Linked DNA regions of Mus musculus: region 1 is linked to region 2. The links are chromatin contacts, called in public HiChIP or PLAC-seq maps. All regions are on one chromosome and are shown on one strand. Each heading gives the region's core, a stretch centred on a gene start, on an enhancer-like site or on the middle of the called end of the contact. The rest is flanking DNA. Distances are from core to core; before and after follow the strand shown.

Region 1 (4,759 bases), core at 228-2,727, 150 kb after region 2:
GAAGCCTAACACAGCTTCCAGAACTGAGACAAATTGTAGAGACAGCGGCCTACCCATACAGCCCCAGTAAGTCAGGAAGATGGAGCAGGTCTTCAGCCTTCTGGCCCAGGAGCATCTGACAGACCTTAGAGAAACAGGAATATTAAGGACTAGCCTATTCTCAGCAGAACTAAGCTGTCCTAACCTGTAAACTGTGTCCTTTCAGGAACAGTACAGGTCTGCAGGAGAGATTGGTAATTTTCTGCCCAGTGGCCACCTAGCCACAAATGTACAGCCTCACCTGGAGGTGCGATGCTCAGTTGCTTTTTTGAATCCACAAATGGGAAGCTGTTAGGAGTAGATTTGTCTCAACAAGTGAATGAGTAACATTAAATTCAAATTCCGTGGATTTCTGATGTTTTTGAGAACCAACTATCTATGTAAAGTAATCTGGACTCTTCTCCGTTAACTACTCTCAGCTGTTTCTCTTCTTTTTTTTTTCTTCAGATTTATTTATTTATTATATGTGAGTACACTGTAGCTGTCTTCAGACACACCAGAAGAGGGCACCAGATCTTGTTATAGATGGTTGTGAGCCACCATGTGGTTGCTGGGAATTGAACTCAGGACCTTCAGAAGAGCAGTCAGTGCTCTTAACCACTGAGCCATCTCACCAGCCCCTACTCTCAGCTATTTCTAATTAAAATCTCTGAAAACACCCAAATGATAAACTCAGAGCCATGAATTTGCTATTTGGCCTTTAACTCACAGGCTTAATAATCTCAGATCAGTTTATAATAACAGTAATAGAAGGACTGGGTCTAAGCCCTGTACTTTAAAATTTTTAGTATCAATAGAAGTAATTTATACCAATGAAACCTTGATTTTGCATCAAAATAATTTCTGTACCAAAATAAGAAACTATGACTTCAACTTAGTAACAATGAAAAAGATTTCTACTGTTGTGCCCTGAATCCATAGGAAACCCAGATGAGTCGAAAAATTTTGAAGTCCATTGCAACTCGAAAAAGAATCTTCTATTGTTTCAAGTTTGAACTCAGTTTGTCCACCTAGCACTCACTGTGTGAATGCTGGCAAGCAACCCTGAATCCAGGAAACATTGGGTTTGTATACAATATAGTTAGGAATAGAGTGAATATTCACAGAAAAGGGGAGTAGAGGGTGGAATAGTACTGAAGTGGGAGGGGGTTTAAAGGGTGTCTGTTCAAGGACTAATTTTATAGCCAGTCCCAGTCGTAACTATCTGTGATCTGACCTCTGATACCTTTTTTTTTTCTTCCACGGTTTCCCTTAAGCTAGTTATTTCTCTAAGGTCTCAAGGACAGGCACCTGGAGTTTTGCTGCTTATCAGCAGGAGTGTTGGTTTTTTGTTTTTTTTGTTTTTTTTTTTTTTTGAGACAAGGCGTGGGGTGTGTGTGTTGGATTTTATGGGTAGAGCCATTCTAATGCTAAGGGAGGGGAAGGGAGCCCCTGGCTGCTGCAGGAGGACGCAGCACAGAAACCAGCTGTCTGCATATTGTGCTTGCTGCGATGGGAGGGAGGATGGGAGCCTCTGTCTGGCAATGCAGAGGCAAACTGTACACAACACTGAAGTCTCTCTAGCATCAGTAATTCAGTGGTTACAACACTACCAAGTGAGATTATGGCTATGCATCAATTCTAGCTATTCTTTCTTGTTCTAATTATGACCATTTCCATATTCCCTAGAAAGACAACCTATAATAACTCCCTCTAGCCCCAGAGTCCAGGGAACTGGGTCGGTGACTATTTCTTCAAGCTGAATATGGCCATTGAGATATTTTGAAGGGGGGGGGAGGGGGTAGGGAAAATAGAAGAGTTGGTTGGCCTTAAGAAGGCCACACTAATGATTGATTTAGTCTCTGATGTCTGTGTCCTGCACAATCCTGTGTGGATGCACACGGGTGTGCTTGCATCTGAAAGTCTAAGACACCCGAAGTTCAAGCAGAGACTCAACAAGGCAGTATATTCTGTAATATACAAATCTCAAAACAAAATCTTAGTATCATCAAGATAATGTTTTCGTTTGATTTTGTGGAATCTATTTCTTCAGGGGGTCTTCTTCTATCAAATTTGATCCATATTACTCTGGAAGGTGTATAGACACTAATCACCTTTTCTAAAATTGCAAAGACAAAACCTTTCTCCCAAATCAGCATACCCTTGAGCCAGTAACCAGACTTTTTTTTTTTTTTGACCTCTCTCCCAGAGGAATAACATAACCACAAAACTTAACATCACACCCATTTTGAAAGTTAAAACAATCTAAAACACATGAAGTAAACTAAAATACTGTATATGCCTATTCTTAGGCCTTTTATATTTTGCCAGGCAGGATAATAACTAAGAATTCCTGTGGAGCCCACATTAGACAGAATTTGAGTATCCTGTTAAGATGTATTAGAGCAATGTATCCTTATATCGTCTATCTGTTCAGCTCTCTGCCTGGAGCCACAGACATTTATTTTATTAATACCCGTTCACTGCCCTATCTACTTCAAGTCAGTGACTAATTTTTCCCTATCCTAGTTCCAAAGTAGGAGAAATTCCCCACGTTATTCAGACAGAATCTGTATATAAATAAAATCTGTATATAAATAAATCTAAAAGCAAATAATCCCAATTTTATAAATTCACAGTTCAATCAATCTCTGCCCCAAGAAGTAGGCAACTTCCATTCTACAGCTCTCTGACTCAGAGCCTGCCAGCAGTTTCTTTCAATTCCTGCCCTTGAGTCCACGTGACTTGTCTCATGTGACTCACCTCAGTGCTACTCAGCTACTCAAAAACAAAAAACAAAACAAACAAACAAACAAAAAAACCAAAACAAAACAAAAAAACAAAACCTAATACTTAGGCTAATAATCTTAAATTTCTAGTGGATTCTTGCCAAACATGTTGGTTCATCACCTGTTGCAGTAAATATTTAAAAAAAAAAAAATGAACTGGCATGTTCCTGTGCTTGTGGGGGCAACTCTCTGCCCCCATGGCCTGGTCCGCCATGCACTGGCAGGCAATGGCCCGACCTGATTTTATCTCGCAGAGACTCTGACTCAGAACTCCAAAATCTCTCCACCCAGCTCTCTAGGTTCCCACTGGTGGGTTGCTACCACACCAACCCCATGCTTCAAATCCCTCACGGCCTTTGTGGTGCACCTCAGGCAAACCTATCCATGCTTTGCCACCATAACTTTCTCTCTTGAACCCGGACAAACCACGGCATGAAGGAAAACACAACATAAACTTAGTTCAGAAACGATGGTAACTCAATCGTTGGGCACAGCAACTAAAATTCTAATCTTGTAAAACCTTATTAAATCTAAATCCTCTGGAGGCGAATCCTGATGGATCGACCACTGAAACCAGGAGACACTCGTAGCTACATCTTGTCCTCATGCTATCCCTGTCAAAAAGAACCTAACTCTCTCCTGCTTCCTCTCTTCCTCCATCCAATCCGGAAGTCTCTCGGCCCCTCTCTTAATGCTTTTAAAGCACTAGTCAACACTTGTACCTTTTTGTCTGACCCATGCCACTCCAACTATGTCTCCTGGTCACCATGCCTGTGGGAGGTCATGGTGCTTTGACATTAGGTATTAGATCCTTGGTAAACTTGCCCGAACAGGACAGGCGTGTCTGCACTGGCTCACACATTTTCTCGATGACTCTCGAAGAACTGGCAGCTTGGTTTCCCTTCTCTCCCAGGTGACTTCTGGTTGACACTGAAGGCCAACACTCCCATGGTGGCGTTAATCACTGTCTGGTGACTATGATCCCTTTCAGGGTTTCCGCAGAGCCGGTGAAATGGCAGGAGTACGCCATCCTTGTGACCGAGCACTCCATAGCTGCTGCTATCAGCTGGATTGAGAAAATGACTTTTGAGCCAAAGCCTGTGAGAGAGGTTAGCGGCCTAGATGCTCTGCTGGAAGCTGGGAAAGACAAAACCGTAAGTGTGTATCCATGGCTGGCCCAGGTCACCAAGGTGGCTTCGAGCTTAACTGTATACTCTCTGTGTCTCCACGATACTGGTCCAGGCCTCCTCCTAGTTGCTCTTCAGGGAAACTGGAGCATCATCATTGAGAGTACCTGCCTTAGTTTCCTGTCCAGTTGCTATGGTAACATACCCTGATCAAAAGCAAATTGTGTGTGTGTGTGAGATGGTTTATTTCTGATGGTTGGTTCCAGGTTACAGTCATCATAGTGGGGATGTCACAGCAGTAGGAGCTCAAGGGAGCTGGTCACATTGCACCTGCAGTCAAGGGCAGAGGGAAAGGGAGAGGGAGAAAGAGAGGGAAGGGGAGGGGGAGGACAGAGGGAAGGAGAGAGGGAGGGAGGGAGGGAGAGAGAGAGAGGACCAAAATCCAGAGGATGATGCCATGCACTTGTAGCTGGGTCTTTCTGTATCATTAAATGCAATCAGAAGAATCATCCACAGATATGCCCCTGGCCAACCTGCCAGGCTCTGGGCCAATCCTTCATCGAGTGGTTCTTCCCTGGTGACTCTAGATTGTGACTAGTTGACAAAACCAACTAGCCAGCACAGTCCCCAAAGCATAATCCTGTTTAGTCTTCAGCTCACAACCAGTCCAGAAGTAGGCTCCAGGCTTCAATGACTTGGTGATGGCAGAGTTGGAGCAACCAAAATGGGGCGCCCATACCTGCCCAGTGAGCTAACCTAAGCTTTTCTCCAGGGTTAATAGGGCCTACATAAGGACAAACCCTTATGCAGCTAGTTCAAAGAGAA
Region 2 (4,407 bases), core at 1,201-3,700:
ACCAGACTATGTATCTTAAAATACTTACAAGTGTAAAATTAAATGTTACTTAACAATCTATAGAACAAATTAATTTTAATGTATACAACATATTATTCAGCAAAATATTAACAAACTGAATCTAGCAATGTAGACAGATAGATTCCATGCAATAACCAAGGCTTTTGTTCAGGTATACAAACTGTCTCAAAACTTAGAACTCAACCATCCTAACATGTAACTCTCGATCGTCAGAAGAACTGAAAGAGTCCTGAACAACCCTGTGCTCATTCCCAGCAGAACTGTCTGCAAGGTGGGGAGGTGAGACTGCCCCAAGCTCGCCTTCAGGCGGCCCTGAGCAAGGCTTCAGTGCACTCTCTGGGGCTTGTGCAGCACAGGCTCTCGACGGCACTTTGTTCAACATACTACCAGAAACCCTGCACACAAGAAGACTAAAACAACTTTTTTCCCCAAAGAAATAAAACTGTCTCCATTTGCAGACTAGATAATTGTGTTTGTAATAACAAAGAGGGATAAAAAAAGAAAAAGTGAATTACTTAGAATAAGTAAGTTTCGCAAATTTGCAAATACAAACTCAACCCCCAAATAGAATCATATTTCTATATATTAACATAAATATGTGAGAAATTATCCAAATTTAATGAAATACTTAGGTGCTGTATAGCACACATATACTAAAATCTACAAAAAGATGACAAAGGAAACCAAAGCCTCCATAATTAGTGATGCAGCTACTGGCAAGCTGCCCTGCTCCAGTAATAGCTCACCACCCATCTTGAAAGTAGCCCTAACTCTACTTGGTGGGCCACAAAGCAACAAGATATGGTGCACGTGGGCATGGGCATGGCGGGCGGGGAGTGGGAGACAACGGCCTTGCTAGGAGGAAAGAGTTTGGCGGGACCTGCAAGGGGTGGACGAGAGCAATGACGACAGGGGCTGAAAGAAACTGAAGGGCACTATCTACATGCAAGAAACCAAACAAGTTTAGAAAATATTTTCCGATGGAAAAATACTTTTAAAAAGTCTAAATGGACTGCCTGGAGTGGTGGCGCACACCTTTAATCCCAGCACTTGGGAGGCAGAGGCAGGTGGATTTCTGGTCTACAGAGTGAGTTCCAGGACAGCCAGGGCTACACAGAGAAACCCTGTCTCGAAAAAACAAAACAAAACAAAACAAAACAAAACAAACAAATAAAAGGTCTAAATGGGCAAACATGCCATACTCATTGGCTGAGAAATGTAAATATGTCCAATCTTTTCATTAGATCCTATGAAAATCTCAGGACAGCTTTCTGTACACACAGACTAACTTGACAGTATTTTTTGACTTTCAAAAGGTTTGATGCGAGTATGAAAATGGTATCATTGAAGAGCTCTGGAAAGCCTTTCTTTCACAAAAAGCGACCAACAATTGAAAGAGTGCTGGCTCACATTCTAAAAGACACCAAAAATACCCAGCGGAACTGGTGGCATTTACCTGGCTCCTCTCCCATTCTCTTCTCTCTGGCTTTGTGGCAACTCTATCACCAGTCACCTCCACAGTGGGAACCAGCCTGGCAGTCACCAGGGAGGCAGGAAGGCCTGGCAGGCCTTCAAAGGTTCACTTCCAAAGAGCTGTCTACGTGACCTGTACGCTGAGTCCCTGTGAGGCTCCACCTGGACAGCTTTGATCTGACACAGAGCTGTCTATCTATAGAAAGTTTGGACCCTAGGAACATTGGTCAGAGAGATCAAGGTGTTTCAGGTTTGCTTTTAATCTAAACCGATTTCATCCTGTAGGGCAAATAACTATTAGGGAAAAGTTTCTGACATTTTTACTAAAGACTGAGCCTTGTTTTGCTGGTGTAAAACACTGCGACACAGCAACAAGCCTAAAAAGGAGGCAGAGAGAGAGCCTGGCTGCTGTTCCTCCGCACACACATCCCTGTTACCTGCAGAGAGCTGGCTCCAAACGGACCCTGGGAATAATTCTCAAAGCACACAGCTCCCCTGACCGAGGATGGCTGCGAGCGTATTCCTATGTCTCCCTAGACCCTGCAGAGCCCTATGAGGCCAGGCCTGAGAACAGAGGTGGTGAGCAGGAGGCCCTCAGGCAGTACAGAGCTTTTGTTGATGCCCATCACCTGCTGTAACTCCAACATGACATCATAGGCCTTCCAGAACTTTAAATCTTCTGACCATTTCATTTTTAAGAAACACAAATAATCATTGTCTTTTAAGGAAATAAAAGTTTAGTTTTGCAGTTTACACAAGCTTGGCTGTGCAGCAGAGCCCTGGAAGCCACAACAGCAAGAGGACCAGAGGCTGAAGCTGAGAACATCACAAGTGCTGAAGGATGCAGAAGAACCAGAAGAAACAGTGTGAGCTCAGGGCTGGAGGGGATCCTCCCACTGGTACAAATGAGAGCCTTGACAACACAGTCATGGGGCACAGTGCCAGACACTGGTAATCTCGGCAGAGGAATGGGTAGAGAAGCCAGCCTGCTCTACATGGTGAGGATGAGTTCTAGTCCACCCAGGCCTACAGACCCTGTCTCAAAACAATACAGGCACACGCGCGCGCGCGCGCACACACACACACACACACACACACACACACACACTCCACCCACGACTCCCACCCCCTTGTACTGCTCTCCATTTTAAAACAAGACCATGAGTAAAAAGAGAATATATGAACCCTGAAAAAAGCCAAGGTCAGAAAGCAAACCCCTGTAAGCACAGCCTGCCCGGGCATACACACTGCACCTGCCCGGGCATACACACTGCACCTGCCCGGGCATACACACTGCAGCAACTTTTCATCAAGGAAGTGGCTCTCTGGGAGCAGGCGACCAGAACCCAAGAGGTAGAGCGAATCCAGCTCGCTTTGCCTTTGGACTACATCACTGGCCCTTGGGGTTTTGTTTTTGTTTGCTTGTTTTGCTTTTTTGTTTTAAGAAAGAGCTCATCTTGTAGATTAAGCTGGCCTTGAAATCATGATCTTCGGGCCTCAACCTCTCAAGTGCTGGGATTACAAGTATGTGTAAGGAAGTTCTGTTTGATCTCGAGAGAGGGTGGGTGGGATGACATTGTTTGGTGGTGAGTTTCAAACTAAAGACCATGCCCCTGTTAGGCAAGCTCTTTACCACTGAGTGGCAGCGCAAGCCTCTCAAAATTTTAAGTCAACAACAAAAGGACAGCACCAGGTTTTGTTCTGTTTTCTAAATCTTTTCTATAAAATCTACCTTAATTGCATTTCAATACTATATAAGCATGGGGTAAGATAATGTATATCCCAGAACTTCATACTTAACAGCTCTTTTATGTGTAAAAATTCTTTTTGTATGGGTTTGTCTGCATGTACATGCAAGCCAGAGGCCAGCCTCAGATGGTGTGCCTCGGGAGACATGCACCTTGGGTGTTTGTTGTTGAGACAGGTTCTCTCGTTGGCCTGGAGCCCACCAAATAAGCCAGGTTGGCAATGAGCTCCAGATCTGCCTCTGCCTCTCTGGTGCTGGGATCACAAGCGTGTGTCACTGTGCCTGGCTTTCTTACATGAGTGCTGGGGAGTGAGTGACTTATAGTCTCATGCTGGCAAGGCACAGCTCACCAAGCCCACAGCCCATACAATCTGTCAATACTGCCTGCATGTGTGGTGAGGGAAGTGAGGCGCAAACAAAGCCGCTAAGGGAACTGCCAACTGTGGTCATCTACTTGCCCAGCATGCTCCTCCCCATACACTTCTAACGTTTGAAATTATTCCAAACAAGCTTAGACCAGGTGTAATAGTATAACACACCTGTAATTCCCGACACTCTGGAGGCTGAAGGGGAGGATTACAAATTCTTGCTACAGAAGGGGGGAACAGGGAAAGATAGGGGAAGAAAAAAACATTTACAAAAAGAAAAGGCACTTATGTAGACATAAAAAAAATCTAACACTAGATAGCTACATGTGTTTTTACAAGGCATATCAAGGTGCAGTAGATTCACTTAAGTATGCCATGTGAGAAGTGCTGGTTACAAAGGTGACTAGTGTCCTTACTGCTACCACAACTGTTACAGTAATAATAAACTTTTTGGTCCCACCCGTCAATGGTAGCAGCCCTTGGGAGAATGAACCCCGAATCTCACTGGGCAGCACAGTAGAGCTGACCCTGGTGGTGGGGGAAGTGGGTATGCTGGCCCTGAGGGCATGAGGGCAGAAGAGCAGGCTACAGCTCTTGCTGGCCCAGCTAGCCAGTGGGGCATTGGAGCAGTGCTGGAGAGCAGGCCCTGGAGGTGTAAATGCAGGAGAGCTGGCAGGCTGACCAGCTCAGCCACCACCCAGGCCCAGATCCAGGACTCTGAACTGTTTCACCCCAACATCTATCTACACCATCTATGAACTGCCAGAGCCTGTGAAGGGTTTGGGACTGCAGATCCAA

The links. HiChIP or PLAC-seq counts read pairs in DNA pulled down with a chosen protein or histone mark.
Region 1: a contact with region 2 is called in an H3K27ac HiChIP or PLAC-seq map of embryonic stem cells, with 8 read pairs. The contact joins two enhancer-like sites. A contact is called at or near these places in 4 of 115 datasets of contacts at active chromatin or transcription factors (all in embryonic stem cells).

The regions. Positions count from the first base shown.
Region 1 is chr1:37,047,919-37,052,677 of GRCm38.p6, forward strand. Vwa3b (von Willebrand factor A domain containing 3B) reads left to right here. Exons shown (of 28, transcript NM_001370828.1): 5 at 3,799-3,961. Among named protein-coding and RNA genes, the nearest start is that of Gm39626, 3.9 kb to the left of the region's middle. Within about 2 kb of position 1,478, at least 6 of the 459 cell types and tissues checked have an H3K27ac peak or open chromatin away from gene starts, as enhancers often do. A contact at or near this core is called in embryonic stem cells, where this site is marked.
Region 2 is chr1:36,901,146-36,905,552 of GRCm38.p6, forward strand. The region is part of intron 1 of Tmem131 (transmembrane protein 131); the gene reads right to left. Among named protein-coding and RNA genes, the nearest start is that of Tmem131, 36 kb to the right of the region's middle. Within about 2 kb of position 2,451, at least 54 of the 459 cell types and tissues checked have an H3K27ac peak or open chromatin away from gene starts, as enhancers often do. A contact at or near this core is called in embryonic stem cells, where this site is marked.